2 separate regions of the Macaca mulatta genome follow, and region 1 is linked to region 2. A link is a contact called in public Hi-C data. All regions are on one chromosome and are shown on one strand. Each heading gives the region's core, a stretch centred on a gene start, on an enhancer-like site or on the middle of the called end of the contact. The rest is flanking DNA. Distances are from core to core; before and after follow the strand shown.

Region 1 (4,236 bases), core at 1,154-3,653, 64 kb before region 2:
CACGTGGAAAAGTATTTTTTTCGAACTAATTGTCAGCAAGAAATTTACCTCTCATTCTGACTTATTTCTTCCACTATATGAGCTTTTATTTTAAGTTAATCGTAGTGTCTGCGGAGGCTAAGTCTGGGCAACTTCTGCCCTCTAATGGCAGATGCCCTTAACAACACAGTGGCTCAGCTAGTGCACAATCAAAAAAGCCAATACAGAAGGAAATAAGCTTATCAAGTACACGAGGGGGTAGGAACTTTATATAAACACCCAATTTCGATTAAATTATTATTTTGCCAAAAGCTAGGAAAGATATCCTCAAAAGTGTATTCAAGAAAGCAACACGTAACTATTTTTAAAGAATTACTAATAGTTAACTAAAATGTCAACATATCCCATTAACATTATCAGTGATATACTAGGTCTCCTTAGACCTGTAGGTCAGATTATGGCTTCAAAGTTAAACGTTTTCAATAAAACCCAATACCAAACGTTATATAGAAATGATCATACAGTACATATATTTAAGTAGTAAAGTGCTCAAAAAAAAAAAAAGTCTCTCTAAAGCAAAAACTTTTCCTGTTATCCATCTTTTTGTTAAATTATATGGATACATACCAGAGAGACTTTGTCCCATTTTTTCCCTGTTTTTAAATACCTGTAACGATGAGGTTTCTTCACCCCTCCAGTAGAGGGCGCACTCTTGCGAGCGGCTTTTGTAGCCAGTTGCTTCCTGGGTGCTTTACCACCGGTCGATTTGCGGGCAGTCTGCTTTGTACGAGCCATGGTACAGAGACCTCCTTACTTACCTACCAGCATGGAAAAATCAAAAATCACCATATGCAACTACTAAACATACAACTTTTCCTGCCACGATCACCCCCTCCCCATATCTGGAAATTATGATCAATATAAAAAATAATGTTCGTATTGTTATATAATTTGAAAGGGTGCAGATTACGTCTACCCAAAATCTTCTTGAAACAAACTAGAGTACTAGAAAATTGTTAGCAATTAATGTCAATCACCTCTCAAAATGCCAATTCTGAGCGACAAACGGCAAAACAAAAAGACCTCGAACAGCCTTTGATCCAATTTATTTAATTAAAGTAGAAATTAGAAATGTCTGTAAACATTCCATCCACAAACAAGTCAAAAGAACGAAGCCACAAACCACTGGAAGGTCTAGCCAAATTACAGCAAAAAAAGGTCTTCCTCCCCCCCGACTTTGGCTGCCCCCCCTTCGTCTGGCTGTTGATGGATTGCTGTAAATATCTGAAAATATTCTTGGTTTTGCATCGTTACAGTTATGTTGACAAAAAGGCGTCTCGAAAAAACAAGAGAGGAACAACAGCTACCACCAGCGAGCATTCTACAAAGCCCCGTCCTCGCGTCCAGTCTTCACAGGCTTCGCAGTGAAATGAAGTGCCCCGCACCCAGGCTTTAATTAACGCACGACATCCGCCGACCGGTCCACCCCAAGCACCACATAAACTTTTGGTTTTGCCTCCTCCGGGTCCCTCTGCACAGGGTCCCCTAACCTGCCCACCTCGCTCCCAGCGCCTCAAGCAGGAACCAACTCGCCTCCCAGACCAGAACAAAATGGAAACAATCGCAAAACGTATCGGATTCCGTTCCAAAGAGACAAAACACCAAATCGCTCGAAAATACCCCATCCCCTGCCACGTGCCGCCCTCCAAAATGCAAAAGTTTTTTTGCATTTCAAATGCATCAAGTTTCCGCTTCTCCAAAAAAGGGAAAAAAATGTCCCTCTTTTAAAAATTCTTGCTTTTTTGAAATGGGGAAGAGAGAAACGGGGGAAAAAATATGGTCGGTGACCAGAGAAGAGAGACAAGATGGTGAAGCTTAGCAACAACTGTGGGGAGGCAGCAAAAAGCGAGTTACCCCAGGGTGCGAAGCGGCGGCGATTTCCACCCCTTTCCCGCTCGAAAACTGGGGGCTGGGGCCCGGGGGCGGTAGTTAAGAGGCCCGCGCGGGTCGTGGTGAAGGTTTGGGGTCCTGGGAAGGGGCGGCGGGCGGGATTTCACCGAAGAAAGAGGAGCCAGGGGCGCGGGGAGGAGGAGGGAGAGCAGGCTCGGCGCCGCGGCGGTTGCTGCTGTTGGGCTGAGGCGGCGAGAGACTGGGGAGCCGCCGCCGTCAGAGGGAAAAGGGAAACTCGCTCCTTACCTCCATTTCTGGGCCAAAAAGTTTGTGGGCTAAGCCGGAGGGGCTACGGGTCCCCTCCCGGCACGGCCAGGGCCCGGTTCGCGGCTGACGACAAGCGGGGCTCGGTTCCGGGGAAGCGGGCAAACGGGGAAACTTACCCCCCTTCTCCTTCGGCTGTAGCTCGGCGAGCGAGAGGCGGCGCTGGCGTTAGAGAGCGACGGCGGCGCGGCGGCGGCTGCGAACACAATTGAAAGATGGCTGACACCGAGGCTATCCCCCAACACACGCCGCCCCGCCCCCGCGCCGCGCGCCAGCCAATCACACACAATGGAGGGAAGGCTCGGCCCCGCCCCCACAGCAACTCTCGCGCCCCGCCCCCTCCCCTCCCCCCGCGCGCCCGTTCGCTGGCGCGCGCTCGCCCCTCCCCCGCGCGCCGCCCGCTCCCTCCTCCAGGCCGCCTCGCGCGGTGTGTGTACAAACACAAAAGACACGCTGAGGGGCCGCCGGCTCCCGCCGAGACTGCCGCCCGCCCCCGGCCAGCCCCCGCCCCCGGCCCTGCACTCCCATCCCGCTCCGTGTGCGCACGGCGTCGAACCCCCGAGGCCCGGGTTTGGGGCGCCCGGAGGGAAGTAGGGGGAGGGGAAGGCGGGCGGAGGCGCGGCGGGTGAACGCCCGGCCTGCGGGCGTCTCGGGTCGCGGCGGGGAGGGGAAGGAGGGGCCGCCCCCGCGCAGGCCCTGGCGCGCGCCTCCGAGGAGACCCAGGCGGCAGTGGGGGAGGAGGACGCGGTCGGCCGGGTCGCCGCGCCCCATTGGAAAACGCTCCCCAGCAGGAAGCTGGCAAATAGGAATCCAGCGTCCCGTGCCCGCTGTCGGACGGGGTCGCTGCGGCAGCGGGAGGGGTGGACCGACGGCCTCCTTCCCGCCTGCGCGCCGGGCCAAGTGCGGCCGGGTCCTGCGGGGCCGGCCCGAGTCCGCCGCAGACAACTTGATCCGCTCAGACTCCTGGGCCGGCCGCTTGCGTGCAGGGCAGCTTCTCGCCGGTGTCGGCCTCCAGGATCAGGGGACGGGGCTCGCTCTCCTCCTGGGCCCGGGCCCCCGACGCAAGATGGCTGTGTCGCGTCGGCCTCTAAACAATGTGTGGAGCGAGCAGCTCCTGCACCAGGGCCCGGTGGCTTGTCCTGCCCGCCTGTGGGGCCGTGTGATCTGTTTTCGGTAGGATTGCTTTGGAAAGGAATTGCCGAATATAGATCGTCAAATGTCCGCAGCTTCTGCATAGTTTAGAAGAGGCTGAAAACAGCAGAAAGAAACCAAACATGGTTTGGGAATTAGTACATCTACCTGTTTTCCAATTCTCAGTAGCGTAGGAAACGGACTTTTCATGGCCCAAGTTATCCTCATGACTTGTCAGTTGATTGGCTTTGGAACCTCTGAACCGTCCCTAGATGGTATTGACGCTTCACAACTGTGTGTGAAGGTTTTCGGTAGAAGGGTCATGCAAATATCCCCTAGGGTAGTGAAGGAGGAAAATTTCATAAATGAAGGGCAGTAACGATTTGTAATCTGAAGATTTCACAAAGCATCTTAGTCATAAACATTATCCCAAAACAGATACGTGGAAATCAGATATGAGGAAAGAAATGGATTTGTCCAAAGTCACTTAAGTGAGGAAGAGACCTAGGAGAAACAAACAAACAAAAATCCAGGCCTCCCGTTTCATTATTACTTCATGAATGTTGTGTCCCTGGTTGCTGTGCAGAACACATGCAATCTCTAGTCCTATCCTAAAAGCACATATGCAATCAGCTTGGGCCGAGCTGCCAGCAAAGAATTTCCTATAATTCAAGCCAAGATGAGTTATTTTGCTTGTTTTTTGTTTTGTTTTCGGGAAACCAAAATATTTATTGTTGGATTTATCCAGGAAGGCTGTTCTGCATTAGTTAAATCCATCATATCTTCAATAAATGTTAAATAACATGGGTAATGTTCTCTTTGTATGCTGGATTTTTCAATAGCTCCTACTTCTTGGCTTTAAAAAATATTTCTAACCAAGGGTCAGACCATTTTAGTAGAGTAGTTATGATC
Region 2 (4,532 bases), core at 1,279-3,778:
CAAAATATACTTCATCATATGTACATTGAGGATAATTAACTTACTACCTTAGTAATCCATCAAGTATCCAACTAATATTTACTTAATGTCTACTCTGTACATGTCATGGTACTACAGGCCCATTTTGAAGTTTTAAGAACAAATTATATATTGCTTGGAAATTTGTGTCTTTAAAAGGCTAATATCAATAGTTATTTCATATTTTAAATGACAAATACCTATTCAATACTTGGGACTCTTTAACATACATTTAAATGCAACAGAGGGATAAAAAGTGAAAAATTCCATTCAGACATCAGGTTTTATGAGGACTATATATAATGTTAGTAATAAATGATGTGGAGTTTCCTTACTGGAAAGTACTACTTATGCCAGGCGCAGCAGGCCACGCCTGTAATCCCAGCACTTTGGGAGGGTGAGGCGGGAGGATCTCTTGAGCCCAAGAGTTCGAGACCAGCCTGGGCAACTTAGTGAAAAACCCATCTCTACAAAAAATTTAAAAATTAGTCAGGTGTGGTGTCATGCACCTATAGTTCCAACTACTCTGGAGGCTGTGGCGGATCACTTGAGCCCAGGAGTTCAAGGCTGTGTGTGCTATGATTGCGCCACTATACTCCAGCCCAGGTGGCAGAGCAAGGGTCTCAAAAGAGAAAGAAAGAGAAAAAAGACTAATCATAATCATTCCTTACAAGATACAAAGCATTATCCTGATACAGAAATGTTATGGAAACCCAAACTGATCTTTACACAGTTACTTGTAGGATCTCAGACCTTTGAAATAGTCATTTAAAAAATTATTTATTTATTTGAAATAGTCATTTTTGATCCCCAGAAGGAAGAAATCACAAATAAAAAAAAAAAAGAAGCAGCTTAAGGCTCAGATCTGTAGATTGCTTTTTCAGGAACCCGGAGGACAGACAGCTGGGGAGGAAACTGCAGAGGAACTTGAGGTTTCTGGAGTGTGGATGGCTTACAAGTACCTGGCAACACCTTCACGCCCCAGGGTTGCCATGGCACCACCTTTCCAAAATACTGCTTCCTAGGTACAATATATATATTTTTTGTGTGTGTGAAACAAGTCTTGCTCTGTCGCCCAGGCTGGAGTGCAGTGGCGCGATCTCAGCTCACTGCAACCTCTGCCTCCCGGGTTCAAGCGATTCCCCTGCCTCAGCCTCCTGAACAGCTGGGATTACAGGCACGCGCCACCACACCCGGTTAATTATTGTATTTTTAGTAGAGATGGGGTGTCAACATATTGGTCAGGCTGGTCTCGAACTCCTGACCAAGAGATCTGCCCGCCTCAGGCTCCCAAAGTGCTGGATTACAGGCATGAGCCACCACGCCTGGCCGGTACAATCTATCTTTATTTTTATTTTTTTTGTAATTTTTCTTTATCTACTGGCATCCCCATGGAGGCCCTTTCTCTCCCCAACTTTCCCTCGTGTGTGAAATAAAGACCACTGAATCTATTAACTTCCCAGGCCTTGAAATTCCATTTTCGCACATACTGCCACCTCTAAACGATTTCTGAATTTTTTCTTGTTACCCACTCAGCTAGGAGTTTCATTTGCCAAGCATTTTAACAGCAGAGAAGGCAATTCTGTGGGCCGATGCATTTGCGTTTAGGAGGCACAGATATCTCCTAATAACCTTCCTATCTTCACACTGGTGGCTTTTGAATTGTTCAGGGTTTTAGAAATACCATAATCTCAGCCTATTAAATATTAAGGGACTCCTTCAGATTCCCTGAGCCTTAAAGTTACGTTATGCAAATCTGTCCGAGTGTGTTTCCATGGTGCAGAATAAAAGTTATGGTAGGGTTTTTTGAAGCAGCATGACTATAAACGTCACTCCTGTCACTGCCTTTCACAAGAGCCCACTTGCTGTGAAATATTTTGAAAACAGAGCTTAAGTGGAGATAACGCAGAGCACAAACAGGCGGAAATAAGAATAAACCGTGCGTGGCAGGCAGAAACCCGGAGGTTGGCTGTTTCTGGAGGGGAAGAGAACGCTCTGTAAACCTGGAGGAGAAACCACGCGGGCCACTGTTTGGGGGCCTCCTGGGGGTCGTTTCCCTGGTCCCCTCGGGTTGGGGGGCTCCTCCAGGCCAAGGAAGCGGCCCCCTAAAACCGCTTCCGGGACTGCAGCTTCTCTCCCCACACTCCCAAGGAGCAGAGCTTTCTTGGGCCACAATTCTCCGCGACCCAAAAATAACTACACAGATGTGAGGAAAAGGGCCAAAGCCTACGGCACAGGGCGGTGCTTAGTTACAGCCTTATCGCTTATGGCCAGGAAGCTCGAAATCTAACCCAGCACGAACCTTTTATAGCCGGTCCCTCGAGCCCCGCCCTAGCAACTTCTCCTGGCAACACCTCGCCCAGTGCTCTGCTGCCTTATCGGCCTCCGCCAGGCCTTTCCTGTTCCCCTCCCCCAGCCCGCGCCGCCCGGCCGCCCGGCTCACTTGACCAGCCCCAGGGGAGGGGAGGAGCGAATGGAAGCGTGAGGGGCGGGGCGCTGGGAGACGCTCGCGTCATCAAGATGCGCCGGGCGAGTTGCGGCGCCTGGTGTCTCAGGGAGGCTAGAGGTTCGGGGAGTTGGTGATATGGCGGAAGGCGCTGGGCTGGTGTGGATTCGCGGCCCCGGCTTCGGGTGCAAGGCGGTGCGGTGTGCCTCGGCTCGGTGCACCGTCCGTGATTTTATCCACCGGCACTGCCAAGATCAGGTGAGGATTTCGGTTCCTGTTAGGAAGGAGAAAGAGGCAGACAGGTGGCAGCGCTGGGTGCGAAGTAGGTCTGTCCGGAGGAGGAGGGGCGGGTACCTCTATTCTCTGGGGTTTTCCCTTGTTGAGGCTGAGAGTTCCTCAGTGTTAAGGTGCTTCGAACTGTTACTGAGAGCTTCCTTTTCTTTTGTGATGGTGGTTTGCCTCCCCACCAAGAGGGAGAAAAAAGCTGTTAGAGGCACTTAGTCCGGCTCACAGTTACAAATACTTTGTTTCTCTTTCTTTATCCGTAAATATAACGGTCTTCTGGCAGTTGGGCAGGCTGATGTTTAAGGCTACAGTCTTCACCTTCTTACTGTGGTTATGTGACGTGTATTTTTTTCAGTTATCACACAGCCTTGTTAAGCCCCAGCCTGGAGAAGTATGTCATATCCGAACCCAGGCCAAAGGATGATTGGGGAGGAAAATTGATTCTTCTGGTCACTCGTTGTGACCAAGCATTCACACGTGTGTCCTGTTGAGAGCCTGGGTTCTTAGGGCCTGTTATGTAGAAGTGTTCACTAATCATTTGATGGTCTTATTTGTCCATGCACATTTGCGGAAACCTACCAGGGACTTCCCAAGTTACACGTGAGCTTTTACTTAACTCTCAATTAAGTAAGCTTTTACCAGCAATAAGATATTAAACCTATTCAGTTGTCAAAAGAATTTAGTGGTTTCCCTGAATCTAATTTTAATGTTGGCACTTGATCTAGAACTCTGTTCTTCTTTCCGCACCTCATCCGTGCTTTCCTCGGCTATTTCCTCTGCTTACTATTTATAAGCTTAACAAATGTTAACGCTGCAGTCTAAACCAGATTTTTAAGAGACTTGGATCGATTCCGTGAAGAAGCTATGTGTTTGCAAATAATACGGTATTTCACTTTCCATGTTTTCCTTCCTGCTCTGTAATCCAGTCTAAAAACTGTAAGCACAACTGTTTTTGACCATGAAAATAATTGCATTCTAATTCTTTTGAAAATAATTCTTTTCTCATGAGTACAGTTTTCTTTTCTCCTCTCTCTGCCCCCCGCCCACTGGCGGATTTTCACTCCTGTTGCCCAAGCTGGAGTGCAATGGCGCCATCTCGGCCACTGCAACCTCCGCCTCCTGAGTTCAAGCGATTCTCCTGCCTTGGCCTCCCAAGTAGCTGGGATTACAGGCGCCCGCCACCATGCCTGGCTAATTTTTGTATTTTTAGTAGGAACGGAGTTTCACCACGTTGGCCAGGTCTTGAACTCCTGACCTCGGGTGATCCTCCCACCTTAGCCTCCCAAAGTGCTGGGAGTACAGGCTTGAGCCACTCTTTCGGGCCTATGAGTACAGTTTTCAAACTTGCTGACAATTGATCCAAAGTGAAACCAGAAAAAATAGGATCTTAATCATGAGGTATGTTGGAAATAATTATTTTTAAATCGGAAGCAAGAAATCATAGGCCAGGTGCGGTGGCTCACGCCTGTAATCCCAACACTTAGGGAGGTCGAGGCGGGCAGATCACCTGAGGTCAGAAGTTCGAGACCAGCTTGGCCAACATGGTGAAACCCCATCTCTCCTAAAAATACACAAAAATTGGCTAGGCGTGGCGGCAGGCGCCTGTAATCCCAGCTACTGGGGAGGCTGAAGCAGGAGAATCATTTGAACCTGAGAGGTGGAGGTTGCAGTGAGCCGAGATTGAGCCATTGCACTCCAAACTGGGTGACAAAGATAGACTCAGTCTCAAAAAAAAAAAGAAATATAAATGAGTGGATTCAGTCAGAAACTTAAGAAACATGAC

Evidence for each region. A called contact is a pair of places that touch in the nucleus more often than the background predicts.
Region 1: a contact with region 2 is called in a Hi-C map of blood, with 6 times the contacts expected there. The contact joins the promoter of H3-3A here to the promoter of SDE2 in region 2. A contact is called at or near these places in 7 of 14 Hi-C or Micro-C datasets (CD4 T cells, blood, cortical neurons and 4 more).

The regions. Positions count from the first base shown.
Region 1 is chr1:83,789,208-83,793,443 of T2T-MMU8v2.0, reverse strand. H3-3A (H3.3 histone A) reads right to left here and starts at 2,403. Exons shown (of 4, transcript XM_015115178.3): 1 at 2,313-2,403; 2 at 647-797. The coding sequence starts at 774.
Region 2 is chr1:83,725,026-83,729,557 of T2T-MMU8v2.0, reverse strand. It overlaps SDE2 (SDE2 telomere maintenance homolog), which reads left to right and starts at 2,528. Exons shown (of 7, transcript XM_015115188.3): 1 at 2,528-2,722. The coding sequence starts at 2,603.